Linked DNA regions of Gossypium hirsutum: region 2 is linked to region 1. The links are chromatin contacts, called in public Hi-C maps. All regions are on one chromosome and are shown on one strand. The core of a region is the stretch at or near the end of the contact, and the rest is flanking DNA. Distances in the headings are between cores, read along the strand shown. Region 1 holds the start of LOC121219439. Region 2 has its middle 15 kb from the start of LOC107887863.

Region 1 (7,085 bases), core at 2,264-4,763:
AATTGGTCCAAAATCAAAACTGAATTTACCAATTAATTTGTTTGAATTGGCTTGATTTGTCGATTAAGTTAGTTTTAATTTTTATGTACAATAGATAGTATACTATTACATAATACAATAATATTGTATATGGGGAGAGATCCACTTATACCAGTGTAAAACTATATCATTTTCTATCTCTTTGTACAAATAATATTTTAACAATCCATCTATTAAATTTATCAATATAATTGTACTTGTCATTCATGTAAAATTTTAAACTGATTCAATATCTCAATCATATTATATATATTAATATTTATTAAGCGACTAAATTTTTTACATAAAACAAATAGTTAGAAATTTTTAATTTACATTAAATTTAACATGCATGATCTATATGATGTAATAACATATTTTAAAAATATTAATATATATAATTATTATTATATTATAGATTATAATAAAAGATATAGTCTCAATAGGCATGTGTAATTTAATATATTACAATACATGTCTATAACTAGTAATAAATAAAATATTATTAAAAAAATTAATATCTTTATTAAAGTATATTTTGAATTGGGTATTAACTTTAAAAAATTGTATATGGATATTGGGTTTAATTCCTTTTTATTTGGGACTTGAGATTTGGGCTTTAATTTATTTATTTTGACTTTGAGTAATAATGGGTATATTATTTGGGTTTAGGCTTAGTATAATATATTTGGAGTTTGAAATAAGTATTTTAGAATATGAGTATTAAGTTTATAAATTTAATAAGAAAGATAAAATTTATTCAATTTTCAATATTATATAATAATAAACAATAAAATATATTTTTTTCAATTCGTATACATATCATATAATAAAATTTACATATGATTAGCAATTTAATTATTATATATAAAAGAATTCTAGTAAATCTATATAATTTATTATTTTTATGAGATAAATCTGGATTGTGTTGTTATCATATTAAAGTAAAATGAATTATTACATTGGAAAATAAAAAAAAATTATAAATAAGAAATTTCAAAATTATTTGAACTCATCAGAACTCGTGCAGCTTGATCCGAGCCCAAATATGAAAAATTTCAAGTCGAAAAGAGCTAATCTCGGGAAAATCTAAGTCCGAGCTAATCCAAGCTTGAGAAAATTTAAATCTAAAGAAAGCCTGATCCAAGCCTATCTGTTTTCCACCTCTAATTTGGAGGGTATTTGATTTCAAATGGGAAGCTCTTAGAAAAAGAGACTTTTTTTTTTGGTACAAGAAGAAGGATAAAGCCCATAACTAGGCTAGGCGAGGTTAAGCTATTCGAGAGCAATCATTATGTAGCAGTTGAAAAACTTCATTCGACGGTTGCATGTAGATTTACTTTAGTAGCGAAATACATTGTGACTTCTATAAGTTTAATATTTGTTTTTTTATTAAACGTATGCGATTAGGTTTAGTTATTTGTTTTTGTAATTTCATTTAATTTTTTTTAGGTTTTTTGCATAATATTATATTATCCACGTGAAATTGATAATTTGAAGAAAAATACTTCTTGAACTTTCATTACCTGATTTAGTATTTATTAACCAAGTTATTTCAAGTACCATAAATAATAATACCCATAGATTAATATTTTAAGTACTATATGGACATTTTAAAATATAATACCACATTAGACATTTTATGAAAGTACATGTATCAAATGTGACATTATTTCATTTAAACAATGAAATAGACGATAAGTACATATTTTTATAATGAAAAATAATAAGAATTCCTCTTAATTTATACAAATAAAAAAGTCATGATAATAAATTTAGCCCTCAATGTTTCTATTTTTTTTATCACTTTGGTCCTTATTCATTTTTTGAGCTAGATTTGGCCCTTAACCTTTTAAAAAAGAGTCAAACAACTTTTTTAATAGAAATGATGACTAAAACATTCATTTTGAACACCGCTGGCTTGACAGCTCGCATGGTAGTCCATGTGCATGTCATGCTAACATAACACCATTTGTCTTATATGTCAAGTCAACAAATAATTAAAAAATTATTAAAATCAAAATAAAAAATATATAAAAATTTTATAAAAAATCAAAAAAAGAAGCAACATGGAGTACATTGTCATGTTTAAAAAATTAACATTTTAATTAATATTAATCATTAAAAAATTATTTCAACTGTTTTTCAAAAATTTGATGGTCAAATTTGATTTTTTTTTAAAAAGGTTAAGGGCCAAATTTTGCTAAAGAAAAAAGGACCAAATTGACAAAAAAATGTAAGTACTAAGGGCTAAGTTTGAGATTATACCAAATAAAAAATATAAAAACATTTGCGTGCTGCATTCATGATTTCAAACTGAAATTGTTAATATTTTTTAAGATCCAATAGATAATATTTTAAGAGGCAATAGATAGGGCTATAAAATGACAAATACCATGTCGCAGACAGTGCAATAAGATAATAGGACAGACACTGGTACAAGAAAAGGTATCACTGCCTATGTTTTGTTTTAAACTCTTTTTATGAATAAAAAGTTGTGAGAGAATATTAAAGTCTCAAATAAAATGTAATATCTGCACTAAGTAACTAGTTTTATATTTATTGAAGGCATCAAATCTCCGAATCTAGCCAGGCAATGACGGCCAACGATCCAGATCTGGACTACTCATTGGCGCATTTCATACCCACCCTTTCCTCAAGATCCCAAAACCCATTTTAATACTTTATTTTGTCACAAAATATCTAACCTTTTCTAATTAGATTGTTATTTTGATATAACAAAATCTTAAACTTAATTGGTTTGGGTTTATATTTTGATAAATCATTTTTAAAATAATCTAAAAAAATATATATGTTGTTAGTGTAATCTGAAGGTCTAAAATGAGTTTTTAGCTTTATGAATCCATTTAAAATGCATGAAAGCAGTTTACCATACAAAAGAATATCAAGAGAAAACATCCTTGCATTAATGTTTCTTCTCTTTGATTTTTGTTGTGCTTTATATAGTTAATACTTCTTGTACTATCTTAGAGTATTCAAAAAGATGATGCTTATCTTTGAAAAAATAAAATAAAATTCTGGTGTTGACAAATGAAGTTAAGACAATTTCTATTTCTATTTCTATTTTATATGATGTAGAAGCAAATCTTTTAGATTTAAATATTTTTAAAAAATTACAATATTATTTTTATTTACTTTCAATTTTTTTATATAAATATTTATGAAAAAGATTTTGAAATTTAATCAAATAATATTTCTAAAGTCATAAAACAAAGCGTACTTTGTTAAAGTTCAAAAACTCAAAATTAATATGGAAAAATAGAAAATCAAACCGAATCATTACAATATGAGAAAGTCAAAAACTTGATCCAACCTAAACTCAATCTTGTATAGTCCAACACAAATATTTTATATACAACATGTCAAAAATCATATATCTAAATCTAAAACCAAAATCATTCAACAATTTAAGGAAAAATTAAAAATATTGTTTTCTCTTAAAATTTTATTTATTTATTTATTGAAACAGAAAACGAATATGCTTTAAAGAGGTAACTCGAAATCCACAAATTAAATGGCTAAACAACAGTTGGCCCAATAGCTGTCGCAATATTACTAGCAACCGAGGTGGTACCTTGGGCTTTCCTAAATCATTAAAGAAAGAAATGAAAAAAACTTAATACCTAAGGAGAAATAAAACCTAATAACAAAAACCTCTAACCCTTTTGGGTTCCTAAACACATTTCCTCTTTTTTACATCTGCAACTATCACCGGAGCCATCTGGTTTCTTCCATCACTGTATTGTTCTTCGAAAACCATACCAGACCTCTCCAAAGCCTGAGTTCTTCGGAGAAAATATGTACCATTTTTCTTTAAAAACACCATCACCAAACTCAGAATGGTAACACAACTCCTTTAACATTCCAAAACCCTTCTATGATCGTTGACAATGATAGGCTCTACTTCCGATGATACCTCTTCCATCCAGTAGATTAGGTCAGATAGATTGTGTCCTCGTCCTACTAAGGCATGTGTTGCTTCATATGTATTTTGAGGGGTATATTCAAAAGATAAGAGAACAAAGCTGGATCTTTTCCTCTTTATTTCATCAATTAAGTTGCCTATAACCGATTTATCTTTTAAATCATACTTGATTTTTTTAATAATGGTTAGGGCATCACCTTCCACAACCAGATCTAGAAAGCCCATTTCTTCCCCGAAAATAATAACTTCAAGACAAGCCTTCGCTTCTGCTGTAATCGGATCCCCAGTTCTTCCTAGTGGGTAAGTACTAGATCCCACAACAAAGCCATCCTGATCTCTTGTAATGATTCATGTTGTCGCTTTCATTTCCTGTTGATAGAATGCTACATCAAAATTAATCTTGCCTTGTTCTGGGGGTCTGCAAAAATCCTCCCTTGGTTTAATATTAGATTCTGTAATGGATTTCATTTGATCCAACTCCAAGGCGTAGGCTTTAATTATAACGCCCCAAAATTGAGGTTAGAATTATTCAGGCTAGTTGGTTGGATTAGTGGTTCAGTAGGACTGTTAAGTTAATTTTCATGCTTTAGGAGCAAAATGAGTTTGTTGGTTTAGTGGCTAACTCTTTGGTAGCTTATCTTTGGTCTTGGGTTTAAGTCACATGTATGTAATGTGAGAATTTTTTCAAAGTATTTTTGTTTTTAATTCTTTAAAAATTAAAATTTGAGGGGTTTTGACAAATTTGATATTGTTTAATTTTTTGTTTTGAAATTTATTTTAATAGTAATAATAAATAAATTTGTTTGGTTGTTAATGATTAATTAAATAATAATTTTTATTTGAATATTTTGATTTATTTTGTTAGATTTAAAAAAAGGGAAACCCCCAAATGTTTTGCTCACGTTAGTCTACTTTTTTCTCTTCTTCTCTCTCACGTTGCTCTCATTTCCTTCCTCTTTCAGTTTCAATTTTTGTTTTTTTATTTATTTGGCCATTGTGTTTTCTTTGTGCCTTTATCAGTTTTGTTCTTGATTAACAGTTCATCTCTATTAGAATATCAATGCTTGGTAAATTGTGTCTTTTTGGTTATGCATTAAAGCCCTGATTTCGGTCGTTTCATTAGAGGAATTGTGTGTTCATTTGCTAAATTGCTAAAATTTAACGGTTTTGTGGAGGCAAATCAATTAGTTCTTGGTGCTTGAGATCTTGATATAAGGTGTGTTTTCGAAACTGTTGTAGTTAGGGATCAAATAGTCGATGAATTTCATGATTTTTAGTCAATTTTGATGTGATTTCAGGGCCGCATGAGCAATCACATGGGTGTGTGCTAACACGGGCGGTCCACACGGCCATGTGTCGCTATAGGAATTAGGTTACTTGTAACACGCCTTACCCGTGTCCGATGTCGGGACAGGGTAAGAGACATTACTAGACTTAAACATAACCAATCATACAAAATCGGGCCATAAAATTTCATTCAATTTAAAACCATTCATACACATGCATATCGTCCCTTATGCGGGCCTACAAGGCCTAAAACATGCATTAGAAGTGGTTCAGGACTAAATTAGAAACTTTAGAAAACTCAAAAAAAAAATTCATCAAAACAGGGGTCACATGCCCGTGTAGCTTGGGACACGCTCGTGTTGGTAGGCCGTGTGGTCACACATGCCTGTGTCTACATCCTGTTTAACTCTCTGTTTATGACGTCATACACAATTTGGGGTCACACGGCCAGGTCACACGCCCATGTCCCGGGGCCGTATCCTTCACATAGCTAATACATACGGCCATGTCTCTGTCCGTGTGGCGAAGAAAATGGCTATTTACCAAGCCATTTGCACCCCATTTGCACCTCATTTGCTCACTCACATACACACTTTCAATGAAACTTAACATGGCACAATTAAGCTACCAACATAACCATAATCAAGGCTTAAACATATCAAAACAATTATTTACTATTCATAACAAAACTATCCACTTGAGTCATAGTCACTAAATTATTTATATCTTGAGCTACAGAATTCTAAATTAAGATCTGCTTGATTTTTCTAAAACTAGACTCAAATATATTCTTTTCATAAAATTTTCAGAATTTATGGTTTAGCTAATAAGTACATTTAATTCTTCAAATTCATCCATGTTTTGCTATTTGATAGTTTTGACTTTTCTTCACTAAAAATTAATTATCTCTTAGTACGAGATTTGGATGATCTTTTCATTTGTTTATCTTGAAAATAGACCCATTAATAATTTAAAAGTATAAATTTTAACCCCCAAGTATTTTTATACGATTTTTAATGATTTTCCAAATTCAGAATAGGGGAACCCAAAATCATTCTGACCTTGTCTCACAAAACTTCAAATATCTCATACAATTAAATTTTTTTACTTACACCGTTTATTCTATGTAAAACTAGACTGAATAGGCTTTAATTTCATATTTTATTCAACCTCTAATTTGATTTCCACAATTTTTGGTGATTTTTTAAAGTTACACTACTGCTGCTGTCCAAAACTATTTTAATACTAATTTTACTCTTTCATGATTTTTTGTATTAACATTCATTTAGACATACAAAGCACCAAAGCATATCCATAACTACCATTCCAATAGCTAGTCATTATCAAATATTTTCATGCCATTCATTGGCCAATTTAACCTATACATCGACAATAAATACTTAAACATATCATTTCCTTACCTTCATATACATGCTCATAACATCATACTTTATCAAGTCCACACATACCCAATCACCTTCAACATAACAGCTTCCCACATGTATCATCTAGTCTAATTTCATTAACATACCATTATAAACCACATCACAATGACATTGGCATAGGAATATGAGTAATTAATATGCTTACAACTCATTAGCCAATATAAGCCAATTTATGTAGCTACATACCAAATCAAATCCTTAATCATTACAAGCCAATACATTTGGCCATATCATAATGACACATACACAAAATGACTAAGCCCCTATACATGCCATAGACTCAAGGGTTTGCATTCATTTACCCAACATGATAGCTTGATAGAGTGATAGCATCTCTGGCAATCTCCAACTCGAGCTAGCATACAACCTTATAAGATATGGGAAAGGAA
Region 2 (7,085 bases), core at 2,261-4,760, 45 kb after region 1:
ATTAAAATCCCTATTACAAGCCACGGTAATTGATTGCTTCCTTTTAAGTGTTTAAGCAAGTTCCACGATTCCCTCATTTGATGCTTTATTGGCGACCCATAAAAACTCGTAAAATGCTAAAACTTATCCCTATTATGCTTCATAACTTTAATGTGTATATGGGAATTACAATAAGTTCTCAGCTTAATCGTTATTCCTTCATTCCATCCAAGAGAAAGTCTACCTTTCAACCCATCTACATTAATATCAATTTCATTTGTAAAACCACACGTTTTCCTTATTGCTTCCATTCTTCTCGAGTTAACTTTTATCTCTATTAGAAACAAAAGCTGAGGTTGTATTTGTCTCAAGCTGTTATTGAGATGTCTAACTGTTCGCGGTTGCCCCAAGTCTTGAACATTCTGGCTTAAGATTTTCATTATGACCAGCCGGCTTACTTACTAGCAGTTGCTGATAATTCATTGTCCATTGTAGAAATTGAATGATTTTTATGGTGAGTTTCCTCTAGTTGTTGAACCTGTTGCTTTTTCTTCCCATCCATTAGCCCTATTGGTCTTTCTTTGAGAACCTCGTTAGACTCTGTTACCATATTATGCAAAAAACTCATTTTTGCGTCTCTTACTTGATTGATTTTATGGTATCTAACTCCCTCACCACGCATTTCCCTCTCAAACTACTATTAGCCTCCATGTCTCGGAACCACATCTAATTCCTTCTACGAGCTTCCTCCATGTCCATGTCATTTTTTATCAACCCTTTTGGCTCCTCCTGATGCTATCTACTTATAGCCATCTCTTCCCTCCTTGGTGTCGCTCTTAGAGAGATATCTCATCCAAACTAAACTTCTTGAAAACCTAACAATAGCCAAATGGGGCAAAAACTTTCACCGTGTCCTAGTCGCCCATACAAGAAGCAAAATAGGGATAATATTTCATATTGAAATATTACATAATTTGACTTGTCTTTTCCATATGTGACTCACTTCGAACATCCAAACGAACTCTAATGCGCATAATCTTTCGAAATCCTTTTGTTAATATTTTGCATCATAATCTAATAATTCCCCTATAAAATTTCCCATTTGTCCTACCATACCTTCCAACATTGATCCAATGGTAAATCATGAATTTACACCCAAAAATTCATTTAATGAAGGGGAACTTGTAATGGATCCTCCCCTCTATTTAATTTATGGAATATGATTAGATGTTGATTAAAGAACCATGGAATACTATCCAACATACTCTTTACGTCAATCTCATTGTAGAAACAGAACAAGATTCGATTTTCCTCAATGTTCGATATGGTTACCCTTTCAATAGGATGCTACAATTCTAAAAGCACATTCCTTAAAGAGGTAAAGTGGACTAAACTCTCTTTTAAAACCCTACCTATCAGGCAAAACTGAAACTCATGTTCCCCTTCGTCATCTTCCTCTTACCCTGCAACAGGATTGTCCTCCTGATCATCTAGGTTCAGATTTGGTAAATCATCCTCCATGCCTTGAGAGAACTCTTCACGCTCACAATTTTAATCCTTATTTGAAACCCTAAAAACTGGATACTTATTGGGAAAATCCCCAACCCTATGAATCGATAGACATAAAAAATAAAGAAAACTTAATCGTAGGTACTTTTTTTAAATTCTCTCTTAAAATTTTATTAAAGGGTGTATTTAAACATCATAAAGTAATTATATGAATGTGTAATTATTATCTTATAAGGAATTTTAATTCCTTAGATATTTCTGGCTTACAAAATATAATTACATCGTAATTCTTTATGTCATATTTGGTAGTATAAATTGTAATTACACAACTACAAAATTTTAAATTCTAAAAAAATAACATTAATTATTATAAAAATTATCAATAATACGTTAGGAAAAAAATTCTCTATATCATCAAAACTTAAAATCAAATAATTGTATGTAATATGTTAGTCCATGAAAGTATTCAACAATAATGCTACATTTGGTTGGAATATTATTTTTTATGCATGTTTTAATATATATGTTAGCAATAAAACTAATTCAATTAGTAATATTTAGTCACTTTCATGACTTATTTTTAGCAAAGAGAAAGAAAAAAATTTTCTTATTTTGAGGAGGATTTATTTTTTACTAGAGGTTTTACTCATCTTTCTAATTTCAAGTTTAAATTTGTACTAATTATTCTTCATTTTATATCAAACTATTGTAATATAGATGTAATAAATAAGCTTTTTTTTCTCATGTTATTATGCTAGAAACCAAACACAAATAAGATCACTAAAAAAATTAACAAGAATAAAAAAATATCCTATGCAATTTTATCTAATTACTCTCGCATTTCATTTTTATTAGGTTATTCTCTCTATAACATTAAACGTGTGCTCCTTGTCATCATCGATTGGTCCTTAGTCAAGTATAAATAACTCATAATAAGTACTATGTAATTTCGTTAATTATTTAGTGAGTCAAAATGTATGAAAAATTATCTCCTATCAATAAAATTTTTAAATTATTTGAATGAGAAAAATAAAATAAAATAAAATTTTAAATAAAATGTCCCATGATTCAAATATTATTATGGTATAAAAATAAAAATTTAAATTTAAATTATTTGCAAGCATATTTAGAAAGTGATAAGAGTAATTTTATTTGAGTGTAATTGTTTTTATTTATTCACGTAATTACTTAAATTCTCACTCTCCTTTAAGAATTGGAATATGATTAGACTCAATTCAATAAGATCCATTAATTATAGTAATTATCCAAATATATCACACACAATTATAAGTAAGTCACTCCAATCTAATTGTTAATTGGGTAAACTACACTATTAATCACTAATCTGTGGATAAGTTTTTATTTTGGTCACTTTACTAAAAAATTACAATTTGGTCATTGAACTATTCAAAAGTTTTTATTTTCAAATTTACTAGGTGGTTATGTTTGTTTAAAGTTCCACCAACGAGCTCCAAGCGACGATTTGATGATCGGTATAGTGATAAAGTGCAAGTCAATGAGTAGAAGAACATACCTTTAATCCAAGTTGATAGAAGAACATACTTTTGATCCAAGTTGATTTAATGGTCAATGTCGAAGATTGAAGAAAAAATGTGTTTGAATTTTGGTTCATAGATTTGTGATGTCCAAAGTTGTTTCATAAAAAGAAAACATAACTATAAAAGAGAGAAGAAAGAGAGAGAGCTTTTGATTGGTGTAGATAGTGCAAATAGAGAAAACTATATAATATCGATTTTAATAGTCTAATAATTTAAATAAAAACTTTGAAATAATTTAATAACTAAATAATAACTTTTTTTAAGTTAAAAAAACAAAATAAGAAATTACTGATTAATAATTTACCGTCGCTAATTTTACTAATCAAATAAAAAATAGAAAAACTATTCTACTCAACGGTCAATCTACTTTTAATATGGATCACAATTTATTATTTGAATTTAATTTTTCAATCTAATCAAATCCTGCCAAAAAGTATTGAACATCAAACGAGCTCCTACTGAACAAATGGTTGAGCCTAGCGACAGGTGGAGCAACGGAATAACCTAAAGTAGTCCCCACTCCCAAACTATATTTATTGAAGTTATTTTTATTTTTATTAGTGTTCAACATTTTAAAATTTTAAGTTTAGGTATTATTTTATGTAAATTATGTACGACTTCTGTTTATTTTTCTTTTTTTTTTCGTAAATATTGATATATTTGAATTTTGTTTGATTCCTCTTATTCCAATGTATGTTTTTATTTATAATTTCAATTATGATTGATTTGATTTGATAAAAATTTAAGTTTAAGCTTGGCTTGTCAAAAAATTTACTTTATTTGTTTAAAAATAATAATTTTTTTATTAAATTTAATTATAAAATATATAAATAATAATCTTATTTTTTTAATTTTTTTATTTATAAATAATAAAATAAATCAATTAGAACCAACTCGAGGTTAAAATATATAAATTTAAGCTCAACGCAAAAAGTATTAGATCGACTAAGATAAGTGGATTGCTTCACCCATGAACACCTCCACCATAAATGTAACTTAAAACAAAACAAAAAAAAATCATGTGTTGGATTTTTATTTAGTTTTTTTTTTATTTTTTAAACATATTTTTATTTATTTTTGTATTACAATTGTATTTAAAGTAAATATATTCTTATAAATTATATATAAATTTTTTTATATTCATGTTTTCTTTATGTTTCATTTTATATTCTCTCGTTTCTTATTTATTTTTCATACTTTATGTAGTATCCAAAATTATTACATAACATAACATAAATTAAAAGGGTTAAATTAGCTAAAAAGTTAATTATTTAAATAGATCGCTTTTTTTAAGTTAGAGAAATATGTTATTTTTAAAGAGAGAGTGTGAAAGCACGTCTAACTGGATGTACTTTCTGCACAATTGGCAACTGGACACGCATTCCCTTTTAAATCACATTTTCTAACTCTTTTAATATAATTAGTTTCTTTCGTAAAATGATTAAATATTAGTAGTTTTGTCTTTGAGTCTCGAATTCAATTCCTCTCCCACTCACATTCGTATTTCTTGTTTCAAGTTTTTTATTATTTTTAATTAATTTTTTAACATATCAACTCCTTTGGTTAAATGGTTAAATAAAAATGATTTTATCCTTAAGTTCCAGTTTCAATTCTTCTTCTAAACACATTTTTAATTTTTATTTCATAGTGTTTCAAGCATTTTTATTTTTAATTAAATATATATTATTTTCAATTTTTTTATTTTTTTATTTATTTTTAATTATAACTCTTTTATTCATAAAATCAAATAATAAATATGTAATTATGTAATAAAAATATATATTACATATATCATTATGTTAAAAATATTTGAAATTAATAAATCCTTTATATATAATATGAACATCAACTAATTTTTTTGATATATTTTTTTGATATATAATAATTATATGTCAAATATTATTTTTCTCCACGTATATTGTGGGTATGGTGATTTTTAATATTATAAAATGAAATAATTATTTCAAATATAATTTTTATTATATGTAAAATATTTCAAATATCATTGTTTTTTCATGTGCATTGTGGGTATGATATTTCAAATATTTTTATATATGAAATATTTCAATTAATTATTTCAAATATCATTATGTTTATATATAAAATATTTTAAATACACATACAAAAATATATTATACTAAAATTTACTACACTCATGATATGGATTGAAAATAAAAATTATATTTACTAAAAATAATGATATTTGTAATAATTATTTGATTTTATAAATAAAAAAGTTATTAATTAAACATAAAAAATTTAAAAACAATATATTCATTAATTAAAAATAAAAAAATTGAAACTGGAGTAAAAATTAGATATGTGTTTAGGAGAGGAATTGGACTTAAAACTTGAGGATGAAATCATTATTATTTTACCATTTAACCAAGGAGCTGATATGTTAAAAATATTAATTAAAAATAAAAAATTTCAAACAACATGAAATAAAAAATACAAATATGAGCTGAAGAAAAATCAAACCTGAGACTTAAGGACAAAACTACTATCATTTAACCATCTGACCAAAGAAACTGATTATATTAAAAAAATCAGAAAATGCGGCTTAAAGGGAAAGTGTGCCCAGCTGGGCGTGCTTTATTGTCAATTGTGTAGAAATCACACTCAATTAGAAGCACTTTCACATAGTTTCTCCAAAAACAGCCTATTTCTTTAAATTAAAAAAAAAGACCTATTTAGTCAAATAACTTTTTTTCGGCATATTTTGCTAATTCAACCAATTAATAGGGCTCTTTTTTTACTTTGTTACTACAAATTTTATTATTTATTAATATGTAAGAGAGGAAGCTAATTCTCATAAGACAATTTCTTTTTTACAAGTACTTCGATAACCACGGTGCCAAGTTCAAGGTGCTTGTTATTGTCGTAAAGTTTTCTGTGTGTCTTTGGAATCGGGGTAATTTTTATGATATGATTATTGTACTTCGACACTCATAGGTGTTGATTTCATGGTGAAAATTTTGAAAATTAAATAGCAAAAATTTTAATTTAATTTTAAAACCTTACATTTGACATCCACAAGTGTCAAGTTGCAAATTGAATTAAAAAAAGATAACATAATCTGATTACATTTTAACGAAAATATAAATTAGAGTTGATACTTGTTGGTGTCAAGTTTCTCTTAAAGCCCTTGGCAAAACCTTGAATTTAAAACTAAATTTTAACCAATCAAACTTGTTAGTTTCTCACAGGAAACTAAATTAAAATGTCTTCTACATTCTACCCTAAACCCTACATAGCTAAATACCTCCAAATTACAATTTCCAAACATATAGTAATGGTTGTCTAGTTACTGAAATTTGAACAAGGACATGTTGTCAAGAATGCAACAACATTGGAGTATTCTCTTGTGGGTTGGCTTCACAGCAATATGAATATATGTTCACATGACGAGAGAGTCATTAATCAATTAACGTGTGTCAATTTCTATCAAGCAAGCCAAATTAAGAGAGCTAATGACATTTTATCCTTCCTTTCCACTTTAATTGAATGATGGAGACCGAAGACTCATACGTTTCTCTCAAGCAACGAAGAAACAATAACATTGAAAGATGTAGCATTGTTGATGAGTCTTCTAATGGACAAGTGTCCTATAATAGGAAAAATCAAAGCACAACATAAGGTAGATCCTTTATGGATCTTTCAAAACATGTACCATGACCTTTCATCTAATTAGACTTCGGGTAAAGTTAGACTAGTTGTAAAGGTGATCTGAGCATCTTTTATAGAAATCAACACTCATTGATACTGATTTTCATGCTTGAGTGTACATTCTTCACTTGATTAGAGGTGTGCTGACGTTAAAAAAGTCTAGCAACTTAGTTCATACCATGTACCTCTAGCTATTATCAAAATTTTGATCGAATGTTACATACTATTTAGGCTCTACCATTTTAGCTTGCCTATACAGGGCATTGTTGTAACACCCCGAACCCGAGTCCGACACCGGAGTCGAACACGAGGTGTTAACAAACTTTGAAAAATTTCCAGACACTGCCCAATCTGTGTACTAGTCGCTTT

What was found. Hi-C and Micro-C count contacts between places; a contact is called where the count stands out from the background.
Region 2: a Hi-C map of leaf shows a contact between it and region 1, with 1.8 times the contacts expected there. The contact joins the enhancer-like site here to the promoter of LOC121219439 in region 1. A contact is called at or near these places in 5 of 34 Hi-C or Micro-C datasets (callus, leaf and petal).

Annotation. Positions count from the first base shown.
Region 1 is chrA03:48,324,718-48,331,802 of Gossypium_hirsutum_v2.1, forward strand. It overlaps LOC121219439, which reads left to right and starts at 3,514. Exons shown (of 2, transcript XR_005916205.1): 1 at 3,514-4,264.
Region 2 is chrA03:48,370,076-48,377,160 of Gossypium_hirsutum_v2.1, forward strand. No RefSeq gene overlaps it. Among protein-coding and RNA genes, the nearest start is that of LOC107887863, 15 kb to the right of the region's middle. Within about 2 kb of position 3,511, at least 1 of the 9 cell types and tissues checked has an H3K27ac peak or open chromatin away from gene starts, as enhancers often do. A contact at or near this core is called in leaf, where this site is marked.